Linked DNA regions of Anas platyrhynchos: region 2 is linked to region 1. A link is a contact called in public Hi-C data. All regions are on one chromosome and are shown on one strand. The core of a region is the stretch at or near the end of the contact, and the rest is flanking DNA. Distances in the headings are between cores, read along the strand shown.

Region 1 (5,167 bases), core at 1,084-3,583:
TTTGCAAATTCTGCATAGTCAATGTACCCATCGTTATTCTTATCATCATCTCGCAAGACATCATCTATTAGACTAATTAGCTCTTCTTCTTTCATTGCCTGGGTATGCTCACCACCTTCCTACAAAAAAAAAAAAAAAAAAGAAAAGAAACAAGTTTAGCAGTGTTTCCCATCTAGTGGCACATGTGACAGATTACTGACAACTAATTTTTGTTAAGCAGTTCGTGTTTGATGTTTAAGGTGGTTCTAAGTTTTATATAATCATTTGTTCCAATACATGGAACTTTTACCAGATGCAAGCTATTAAGTCCAAGTTCTCTGTACTTCAAAACAAGTGCTTTGTATCCATTACATCCAGTTTATATTCTTAGCCAAGAGATCTAAAAGCTAAATAGCACAATGTACAACAATAGACTAACCTAGTAGGCATATTCTTAATTTGAATCTTTATGTTGCACAGACATACAGTTTCTATACTGTATAGAAACATCATCCTTTGTAACATATGGAGTTTGTAACATATGTTTTGTAACATATTTCATATAACATGTTTCATATGTTTGTAACATGTACATGTTTGTAACATGTTTCATATATTTGTAACATATGAACTTGTAACATATGGAGTTCGCAGTTAAAAAAAAAAAAAACACAACAGCACCTTCAATACATTGTTGTAGCTTAAAGATAGTAAAATTCTTAGTATCACCTCTTAGGAACAAAGGGGAATGAGAAGAAGTGCCCTTGCACAAGAAACAGCAAGCCATTATTGTGTTCTTGACAAGTTTTTTTGTTTTTTTCCCCAGAGGTATATATAAAGTTATGCTATTTTGAGTTGTAATTTCTGAAAGGTCAGTACATGATTTTCTGTAAGCGTTGTCTTCCTAAGGATCATACTTGCTTTTGTTCTTAAACATTTGTAGCTGGGAGGAAAACATGTTTAGAAATGGTAAAGAAAACAACGGCAGACCATGACTGGTTCTTCTAAGCTGAGTTTGTGCAAGAGGTCTCTTACATTTGGTGTATCCATGGTAGTGGTAGTTTGGGCCTGAAAACAGTTGGCTTAAAACCTGCAGCAGCATTGTGTCACATGCTACTTCTATAATCACACATCAATCTAATTCTATTATGGACAATTTCCCTTTCTCCTCTCCTCATCCCTGCTTATCCCCTTTGTTAAATTATTTGCAGTCTTCACTCACAGTCAAGCTTAAACTGCAGGGGAGTCTCCTTAAAACTGTGCTGTGTCATGAAAAAACTATGGTAAAGTTAGTACGTTTATAAATCAAGCTGAAGGGGGAACAGTCTCGTTTTCACACAAAACTGTTCTACTGTAACTGAAGGTGTGTTGTGACAATGCTACCTAAAGCTGATTTAAGAAAGTCAGAACTGCTTGCAAACGCACAAGCCATTACAATATACCACCTACCTCTTTGTGGACATGTGATATAGCGGTAGCAAGCTCTAGCCCATCTAGCAAATTATTGCCATCATAATCATGCATTTTGAAGTAATGAAGCTGCAGCTCTTGTGGAGACATCTCAGATTCTGGTTTTTCGATAACACCTTCCAAATGTTCCATGATGTGGCTAAGAAAAAAAACAACACACAACAAGTGACATGCCAGTTAGTTAATATTTAATTCTCTGTTGACATCAAACGCAGTCTTTGCTCAAGCAGCCAAGTGCCCAGGAAGCACTGTGTCTCTAAAAGCACCCTGGACACGCAGGACAGCTGACAGTTTTACACTGAAACGAGGCAGGCACAGCGGCTGCTCCTTAGAGGTGCTGCAGTGGCCTCTAGTGTCTCAGGTAGCTATTCCTCTTGCTCCTGGCCTGCTGAACTGGTTATCAAAACACCCCAAGCAGCCCTCAGAGCCTCCTTGGGGCTGTTCCCCAACGCGAGGGGACTGCAGGAAGCGCGTTTACCCTCACACCTCAACTAGGCAGCTAAGGAAGCGCTGGTGCGAGCTGTGCTGACGGCTCCCCAGCCCCTGGCAGGGCCAGCAGCCGCCCCCCGGCTGCCCTGCCCCTCACGTACTCCTTGTCCTGCACCAGGCTCTTGTCCAGGCGGATCCCCGCGGGCTGGCTCTCCTCCGCCGGGGCGCCCAGCAGGCAGGCGGCCAGGCAGCAGCACAGCAGCGCCGCTCCCGCACCCCTCGGGGCCATGGCGAGCCTCCTGTGGAGAGGAAACAACAAACAGAGCGCGGAGCGCCCGGCCGTTAAACCGCCGCCCGCGGCCGTTAAACCGCCGCGCGATGGCGGCCCTGGCCCCCAGGTGCAGCGGGGCCCTGCTCCCGGCCCACTGCGCATGCGCCCGCCCCGCCCCGCTGCCCGCTCCCCTCCCCTCAGCGCCCCGCCCCGCGGCTGCACCTGGCAGGTGCGGCGGGGAGGGGGCGGGGCCTCGCCCTCGGTGGGCGGGGCCTCGCCCTATGTGGGCGGGGCTTGCGGCGGGGTGGGCGCGGCGCGGAGCCGCCCTCGGCGGGGCGCTAAGATGGCGGCGCTGTGGCACGTGAAGCTGTCCGGGGAGCTGGAGCGCTGCCGGGCCGAGCGGCACTGGGCGCAGCTCCGGCAGCTGCTGCGCCACCAGCTGCCGCCGCACGGCAGGGCCCCGCGCAAGGCGGCGGCGGGCGCCGAGGAAGCCGGTGAGGGGGTGAAGGAAGGAAGGGGGGAGCCCCGCCGGGTGCCGGTTGTGCCGAGCGGCGGTTGGGGGAGCCGCGGGGCGCGTCCTCAGAGGGCGCTGCCCGCAGGGGTGCCCGCGGTGTCGGGGGGCGACACCAGGGGCTGTGGGGAAGGCAGGGTGCCCTGGTGGGGTGTAGGGAGGTGTCCTTACCCTATTCCGCTCAGTGCACTGTGTGAGGTGCTCCTGAATGAATGCAGCCGGGAGCCGCAGCAGCGCTGGCCGGTGGGGTCTTTTAACAAGATTTACATCGTACAGTTCCTAGAAAACAGTTCTTTAATGCAAAATATTTAAGCTTCTGATGTGGTTGCTGCTCTGCAGTAAGCTAACTTCATGCCTTATACCGAATCTGCAGCAAACTTATATTCCTGTGCACTTTTAAATCTTAAGCGTGTGGTTAAATGCTTGCTAAATCTGATGCTTTTTCATCACAAAGCCCCCTTTTCAACTCTTAGTTCTTACATTAGTGACAACACAAGAGTAAATTGTGCCACCAAAATGAACCAATCCAATCAGGCAAAAATCCTTTTAATTAAAAGGAAGCCTCACTTTATTTTTCATAGATAACAACGTTCCCAATATCCCCGAGTTAACACAACTTCCCTTTTTCCTCTGCTAGTTCCTCTCACCCCTCAGAGTTACTATTTATGTGTCTTGCAGATGATGAGTTTTCTCCTAATCCCGTTTAAATGTTAATGTGATGCTACTTAAATAAAGCAGCGCTGATAATAGCATTCAGAAATGCTCAGTGATGTTTCTGCTTGGGTGGGATGTGCTTTCAGAGGACTATGGGAACATGCTGCTTGCCGAAGTCCTGCTGGAAGAATGCTTGCAGGAAAACTTTGCCAAACTGAAGGACTCCATCCCCCTGACAGAGAAGAACGAGCCCAAACTGGGTGAGGCTAAGCAGTGCCTGACCAACATCTTAAGCAGAGGAAAGCTGCGGGTAAGTGGGCTCTGTCACTGTAACTGCTGATAACCTGATGCTTTTTTTCACGTGATTGTTAGCCTGGTACAGGGTGGTGACATTGCCTTATCACGTCCCTCTATGTACAGTGCTGTGTTTATAGGTGTTACTGATGTCCTGGTAATTCAATGCTCCTCTGCAGTGTCTTCTGTTGAGAGATTGCTTTTTCACATCCAAACAGGTTAGGTATTACAAATGTATCCTTCTTTTTAATTACAAAGACGTGGGCTGAGCATGTAGGAGCTCTCTGCAGCCGTGGTGCAGGGCCTTCTAATGGTGCTGCAGGGCTTGCCTGGCTGAGGAACCTCCTGCCGCTCTGGGGCTGAGGGAATTGCACCTGGTCAACACCAGGACAGAGGTAAAATGTGCTTCATGCTGCTGCTGGGCCATTGAGGTCATAGTGCAAGTCCAAGGTTACAGCCTTGTGTTGTTTTCAGTCTGTGACAGATAAGTTATGCCAACTTAGTCTCAGTTTTGTTTCATGTTCTGAGTGCGTGGTTCATAGCTGCCCATTAGCTAAGTTGCAGAGGGCTTTAGGAGAGTTTCAAGACACTGCCTCAAAGGTTACTGTTGACTTTGGACAGCTTTAATAGGACTCCAAATTACAAGTCTGAAGTTCTAGGCTTGTACTGTGCCTGGTCCTGAAACTTACAGGGTAACAAGCTTGCAAGTGGATGTTATATGTTGATCATGTTACTTGCAACAGAGCCCGTGTTCAGCTTTTTTTTTTTTTTTTTTGTCATGTGGGGCAGTTCATTGTTTGTATCTTCTCAAAAGTCAGTGTATTTAAATAAAAAGATGGGGTAGGAAGGAGGATTCATTCAACTCTTTTTCTTTATAGTTTAACCCCAGTAACAGCCAAAAACACTGTTCTTGGTTGGTTGGTTGTTTTTTTGTTGTTGTTGCTGTTTGGTTTGTTTGTTTCCAGGACTAGGTGTTAGGTTTGGCTTAGTGAATTGCCATTACTGTTTCTTTGTAGCGGAGATTTGGCTAATCATGTTAGTTACTTTCAGGCTACTCATGAACCTCTGTTGACTGAATGTGTTTAAAAAACGAGGGTGAAGGATTAGGAACCTTTTCTGCTTTCTGAAACATTAGAAAGGGCCCAAATGTTTGTCTTTTAATAAGTGTAGGGTTTTTTGCACGCATTTGTATACACATTTTCAATACTAAACAAATTCTAGAAATGGCAGGCATGCCTTCTGCCTCTACTTTTGCCTGAAAATTTTTTGAGAACTTAAGAAAACTTGGGAACTTTCCTGTTTTGTTTTTTTGTTTTTTTTTTAATTAAATGTACAGAGCAGAGGGGACCAGTAACTGAATGACTGAAAAATGTTTTCTATACAGCTTAAAAGCAGGGGATTTCCTTGGTGTGTGTGTCTAGTTATGATAGTGACAGGCTTTAGTGCTATCCATGGCTGGTGAATCAATAGAATAGGTCAGTGGCAAGGGAAGAGGTGACTTGTAAGCTGTGTGTTGCCAAACTGAGCTCCAAAGTAATTCCTTGACCTTTGTGGCTTGC
Region 2 (5,167 bases), core at 1,854-4,353, 86 kb before region 1:
GAGGAATGGCTCTGCTCTCCCACAGGAACAGCAGCTGCTGAGCCTGCCTGCTCAGTGCCTGGCTTTCACCAAGTGCTGCACCTCCAGTATGTTTATGCATCAGGGGATTGAAGTTGCTGATGCTTTGGGGATGAGAAAAGGGAACAGTGGATGTATCCTGGAGACAGGGCTTGAGGTATGTTAACTTTTCCTTTGATTCCTCCTTCGTAGCTACTCCTGACTTTTTTTTTTTTGGTTAAAGGGATGGTAATCTTTTTCCCAGAAGCAGTTAAGGAACTGAACCTGTCCTCTAGCATGACGCTAATGTGCCAGCTCTCTGTACAAGCAAAATGACTTCTAAGGTCCCACAGGAAGGACCCTATGGTCTGCTGGACTATGGAAAAGACACCCTTCTGTGAAAGGTGCGATTGTTTCATCTTGTGGCTGCTTCATGTTTCTTGCAGGTATCTTTTTGTTTGCCTTGAAACCATTGCCCGGGGCTGCAGTTCCCTGGGGGCGGTGATGAAGGAACAGCGTGGTCTAGATAAAGTCTATTTAACACACCTATTCAGATGGAGGTGAATTGTCTTTGTCCTTTTTCCAGGAGCCAAGACTGAAGAACTAGTGAAATGCTCCAATGTTACCAAATGGTCGAGTACTTTCATTGTAAATCCTCAAATCCTCTTAACCCCTGTTTGTATGAGATGAATGGGGGCCTTGCAAGCATACCTTCTCATAGACCAGCAGTCAGTTCAGACTATAGATATAGTTTAAGTACTGATATTTTCCTTCTACACGCAAGAGCATTTATCTGCCGCTCCTCAAATTGTATTTCCATGATACAGGAAGAGGTGTCTGAATAATGAACTACTGCAGTCACAACTGCATCACTTTGAACAGATGCTGTTGTCTGTGCTTTTAAAGAGGATGGCCTTGGTTTTGTAGCAATGTCAGTGAGATGCTGAGTGCAAGGCTTTCAGTGAATGAAATTTTGCAGAATTAGGGACTATGTTTGTGCTTCCTCCAGGAAGTCTTGCTATACTGCATGCAATCCCCATTTACAGAGTTTTACTGAGGTTGCACATTCAAGCCTTCAAAATTAGGAGGTGCCACCAATTAAATTTTCTGCCTGACATTAATTCTCCCAGCTGTGTACATAAGTATTACAAGTGTCTTGACTTATGTGGTCACAGCTTGTTTCCTGCAGCGGCCCCTTGCCTGTTTGCTGCTCATGATGCTGAGGTCGAACCTGGGCTGTGTAACGAAGAAACCTCTCTCTCTTTTGGTGTCTTCTCTGCCAGCTGTTCCTCTTGACAAGGCATCGGGCCGTGTCTCTTTCTTGCTCCCAAGCTCCTTGGTCTTTAATTGTCCCTCTTGATATGATGGGTCTGTGTCCTTCCTCCTCCACAGCTCCGATCAAGCCATGTTCCTGCAGCTGTGCAGGAGGTAAGGGTCTTCTTGCCCACAGCAGACATAACAGATAACTGCTGTTTTCAAATGCCTTTACTCAGCCCTTGCCTGCAGTTTTAACTTGTTCCGCAATCTGGCCAAATGTGGGTAGATTTTAACATGGATAGACACATTTCTGCCACAAAGGCCTCCTCTCTGCCAGATTTCAAAATTTCCCTTCTGAAGCTAGAGATCCTCATATAAAAGGTTGTCTGGATTTATTTAACGTGTGCCAAGCAATATATTTTCCCATAATAATATTCCTGGAAATGGCTGAGCTGTTTTGGCTAAAGCAGATGCTGAACTGTTTGGAATCCAATTCTTAGTGCTAAAGATTTGGCAAAGCCCGGGAATGTGCCATTCTCTGTTGTAGACACCGGGAAAAGCTGAGCACCATAACAGTCAGGAGGGGAGGCAGCACTGCCTGTCAGAAAACCAACTCCAACCACAAACGTCACTTTTAAGAAACTGTCAGCTCATAGCAAGCAGGAACATCCCTGCATGCGTGCACCTTGTGCAGTTGTTAACTTCATCTTAAATAGTGAAGACGGCAACCCACGAGCATCAGTTCTCTTCCAGCTGCCTTGAATTGCTCAAATCTACCCTTTATCTTTCTGTTGAAGTCTTACAGGGCTGTGGGGTGGGTAAGAAGGCTCCTTCCCACTTCTCTCCTCTCTGCTCTGGCTCCTTTCTTCATTTTGAGGACTGGAGGTACAGTTTCATACAGTGCCTGTTTTCCTTCTTAGTTGTATACAGAGCTTTAGTACATAAACAGACTGTGAACTGCTCTGACACCCTTTGCCAAACTGGCTTCTCTGGTCAAAAAAAAAGTACTGTTATTTTGGGAGCAGAGATGAAGTTCCCATCTCTCGAATTTCTTGATATTTCCCTTTAAAAGGGAAATGAATAAATAAGTAAAGTAAGAAACAAAAACAGTCACACTCTTAAAAATAAATAAATAAATAAATATAATCATGTGTGCTTACTGACCTCAGCCCTCAAGCTGGATTATTGTGCCTTTTCCAAGCTTGTTCTTTGCAAGTCCTTTCCAGAACGTCACTTGTTCAGCAGCTTTCTCAAACGACACTGGTACCAGAGCATGGGCCCAACATTTTTATTAACTGCAGACCTGTGAGTGTTTCTTTTTATGTACACAGAGTTTGCATGATGTGGCTTTGGGCACAGGGTACTTCAGCCTCGGTGTGGTTCTAATAATAGTCTATGAAGGCAATTGCAGAAGTTGCTTACCTTCCTCCAGGGAACAGGAGATGTCTTTGTGATTTCCTACCCCTAGATACACAACCTGCTTATAGGCTTGACTGCATAGTGAATGCAGTGTGAGATTCATCCTTGCTTATACTCTTTTTTTTTTCCTTTCTCTTTTTCTTTTTTTCTCTATGTTCTGCTTTGCCTGCTTGGTTGTTTTCTGTTCTCTTCAAGGCTAGTGATTTCAGTGTATATTCTGCCCATGGCAAGTCATTGTTCATAACAAAAGTAAGGTAACAGGCACAAGCAACTGCTGTGCTAGGTAGTCCAAATTTACCCTGCCACTGCCTTGGTAGGAAAAAGAGGACATTTCAGAAGAGCAGAGCTGTTTCCTGCCTCTGGGCTTCCTGTGCATGAGGACTGCTCAGACAAGCCCCTTGACCCTGAGCTGTCTCTGTGACTTCAACAACTCCAACAGATAACAGTGAGTGCAAAAACCATGGAACAGTTTGTGTTGATGCATTGTTCCCCTTTCTACAGAGAGAAAAATTAAACTGCAGAATGACTAAGTGCCTTTTCAAAGGCCACATAATGAATCAGTGAATGAACAACAAACCCCAGCAGCTCCAGGCCCCCCTTCTCTCTGCAGAACAATGCCTCTTTCCCTGTACCAAGATGTATGCGTAGTATACGTTGCATACAAAATTATGTATTCCAAAAGAAATTTGAATATTAATATTTATATTGTAATGATTCCACTGTCCTCTGTGCTCTGTAAATAGCAGCAACACAACAACGTGAATTATTCTTCTTATGCAAAACCCTGCCCAGTGAAATAGCTCGTCAATGCAAAATAAAATTGCTGCACAAAAGTTTGACAGCTACATTCATTATATATGTCAGTCAACGAATCCTAAAGGCTTTATTGTCACTGTACAATGTCTGAACAATCTGCTAGCCCAATATGCCACAAAGTTATTTTCTCACTACTTCTTTCATTTAAAAAATAGCCACCAATAACTTTTGTTCAAGCAGCTCGAGAAAACTGCATGAACAGCAAAGAAATCTTAGTTTTTTCTTGAGTGTCTGTTGGCTGGAGGCTTTCCAGTCTTTACTTACAGTGTGGCGCTAAGACAACACAGCACTTGCAGCGGATGGGATCTGATCAGAAACCCAGAGCATGCAAATCAAATTACTGCAGGAAACCCAAAGCAGGCTGAGGCTAAATGGCGGCATGGTGAGCTAGGAATGAGTCACGGTAAGGAGAAGTGAATGTAGCTACACTCAACACTCTTCCTCTGATGCTAGCAGGTGTCAGATATTCGTTCTTCATTGCCTCCAGCCTCTCCCAGCCCAAGGTTGGGAGGGGTGGTTGGGTCTGGGGCTCCGTGCCGGTATAAGCGCGCCGCGGCCGCCAGAGGGAGTGCGGCGGCGCTGCCAGCCCGGCCCCGCGGCACCTCCCGCGGCTGCCCGGCCCCGCCGCCACCCCTTCGCCGGCTCCGCTCCGCTCCGGACCCGCGTCCTGAGCGCATCTCCGCTGCCTTCTCTTGGGGTGCGCTGCAGGCTTTTCATCTGCTGGCCTGGAGGTGTGCGAGCGGAGCTGAGATGCTCTGTGAAGGCACACCCATAAAGGCGATGTTGCAACAGGAGCGTTGATCACAACAACTAGTATTTCCACTGGAAATAACGTGGTGAAAAGTTTCCGCTTTCCCATTTCTTCAAGAATTGTGTCGTTAATTCAGGTGCTGAGAGAGCTGCGCTGCTCGTGTTGACATCTCGGAGGTGTGTTGCTTGCTGCTGCAGAATGGTCATGTGTTTGATCCCAGGCAAAATTAAACATGCTTTTCTAATCTGCAACCCCCACAAGTAACTTTGTGGTGCGCAGGAGTTAAATACACAGGCCAGCATTTTCCACAGTGTTGAAGGTGTCTGTAGTTTTTCCTCCATACAGAGTTGCCCTGTTTTTGAGGTCCTGCACAAAACCCTTCTATTTATGTTTTTAATAACTAGCACTGGTGTGGCAGTGGAATAGAAACTTTTCAGCACGATAGCTTTGCGGTGAGCACCAAACATTGTGCAACAGGCTGCCTGTTACCTGTAACTACACTAAGAGCCAACACAACGACCACCTTTCATTTCAGCTTTTCAAAGCTGAAATCAACCAAGCGTAATTAGGTGATGCTGATAGGACACAAGAGGCTTTCTGTGAGCAGAATGGGCTGTGTTCTCCTTGCTATTCCACCTCTGCCCAAAGACAGGCTTTGTAGCAAGTAGGTGCAACGATAAAGAGACTTCAGATGCTCTTCCTCCTGTGGTAGGACTGGGAGCTCCAGTTACTGTGCTTGGTGCTGTATGGACAAAAGAACCCTACCTAAGACTGAAGCCCCAGCTGTGAGCATTGCTCCTCAGTGTGTTCATTCTGACCCTGAAGTAAGCCCTCCTGGAGGAACCAGGGATGTACCAAAATGAGCAGTGAGGGGCAGGGATCTGGCTCCTCTGCTTCTGTGCATGCCAGGGTAGCAGCGACTCGCTG

The links. Hi-C and Micro-C count contacts between places; a contact is called where the count stands out from the background.
Region 2: a contact with region 1 is called in a Hi-C map of skeletal muscle, with 6 times the contacts expected there. The contact joins the enhancer-like site here to the promoter of MCFD2 in region 1. A contact is called at or near these places in 5 of 8 Hi-C or Micro-C datasets (F1 follicle, liver, skeletal muscle and 1 more).

Annotation. Positions count from the first base shown.
Region 1 is chr3:38,965,922-38,971,088 of IASCAAS_PekinDuck_T2T, reverse strand. It overlaps MCFD2 (multiple coagulation factor deficiency 2, ER cargo receptor complex subunit), which reads right to left and starts at 2,333. Exons shown (of 3, transcript XM_005009819.6): 1 at 2,040-2,333; 2 at 1,429-1,588; 3 at 1-119. The coding sequence starts at 2,311. It overlaps TTC7A (tetratricopeptide repeat domain 7A), which reads left to right and starts at 2,441. Exons shown (of 20, transcript XM_027454067.3): 1 at 2,441-2,643; 2 at 3,461-3,624. The coding sequence starts at 2,493.
Region 2 is chr3:39,052,242-39,057,408 of IASCAAS_PekinDuck_T2T, reverse strand. No RefSeq gene overlaps it. Among named protein-coding and RNA genes, the nearest start is that of SOCS5, 49 kb to the left of the region's middle. Within about 2 kb of position 3,103, at least 4 of the 8 cell types and tissues checked have an H3K27ac peak or open chromatin away from gene starts, as enhancers often do. A contact at or near this core is called in F1 follicle, where this site is marked.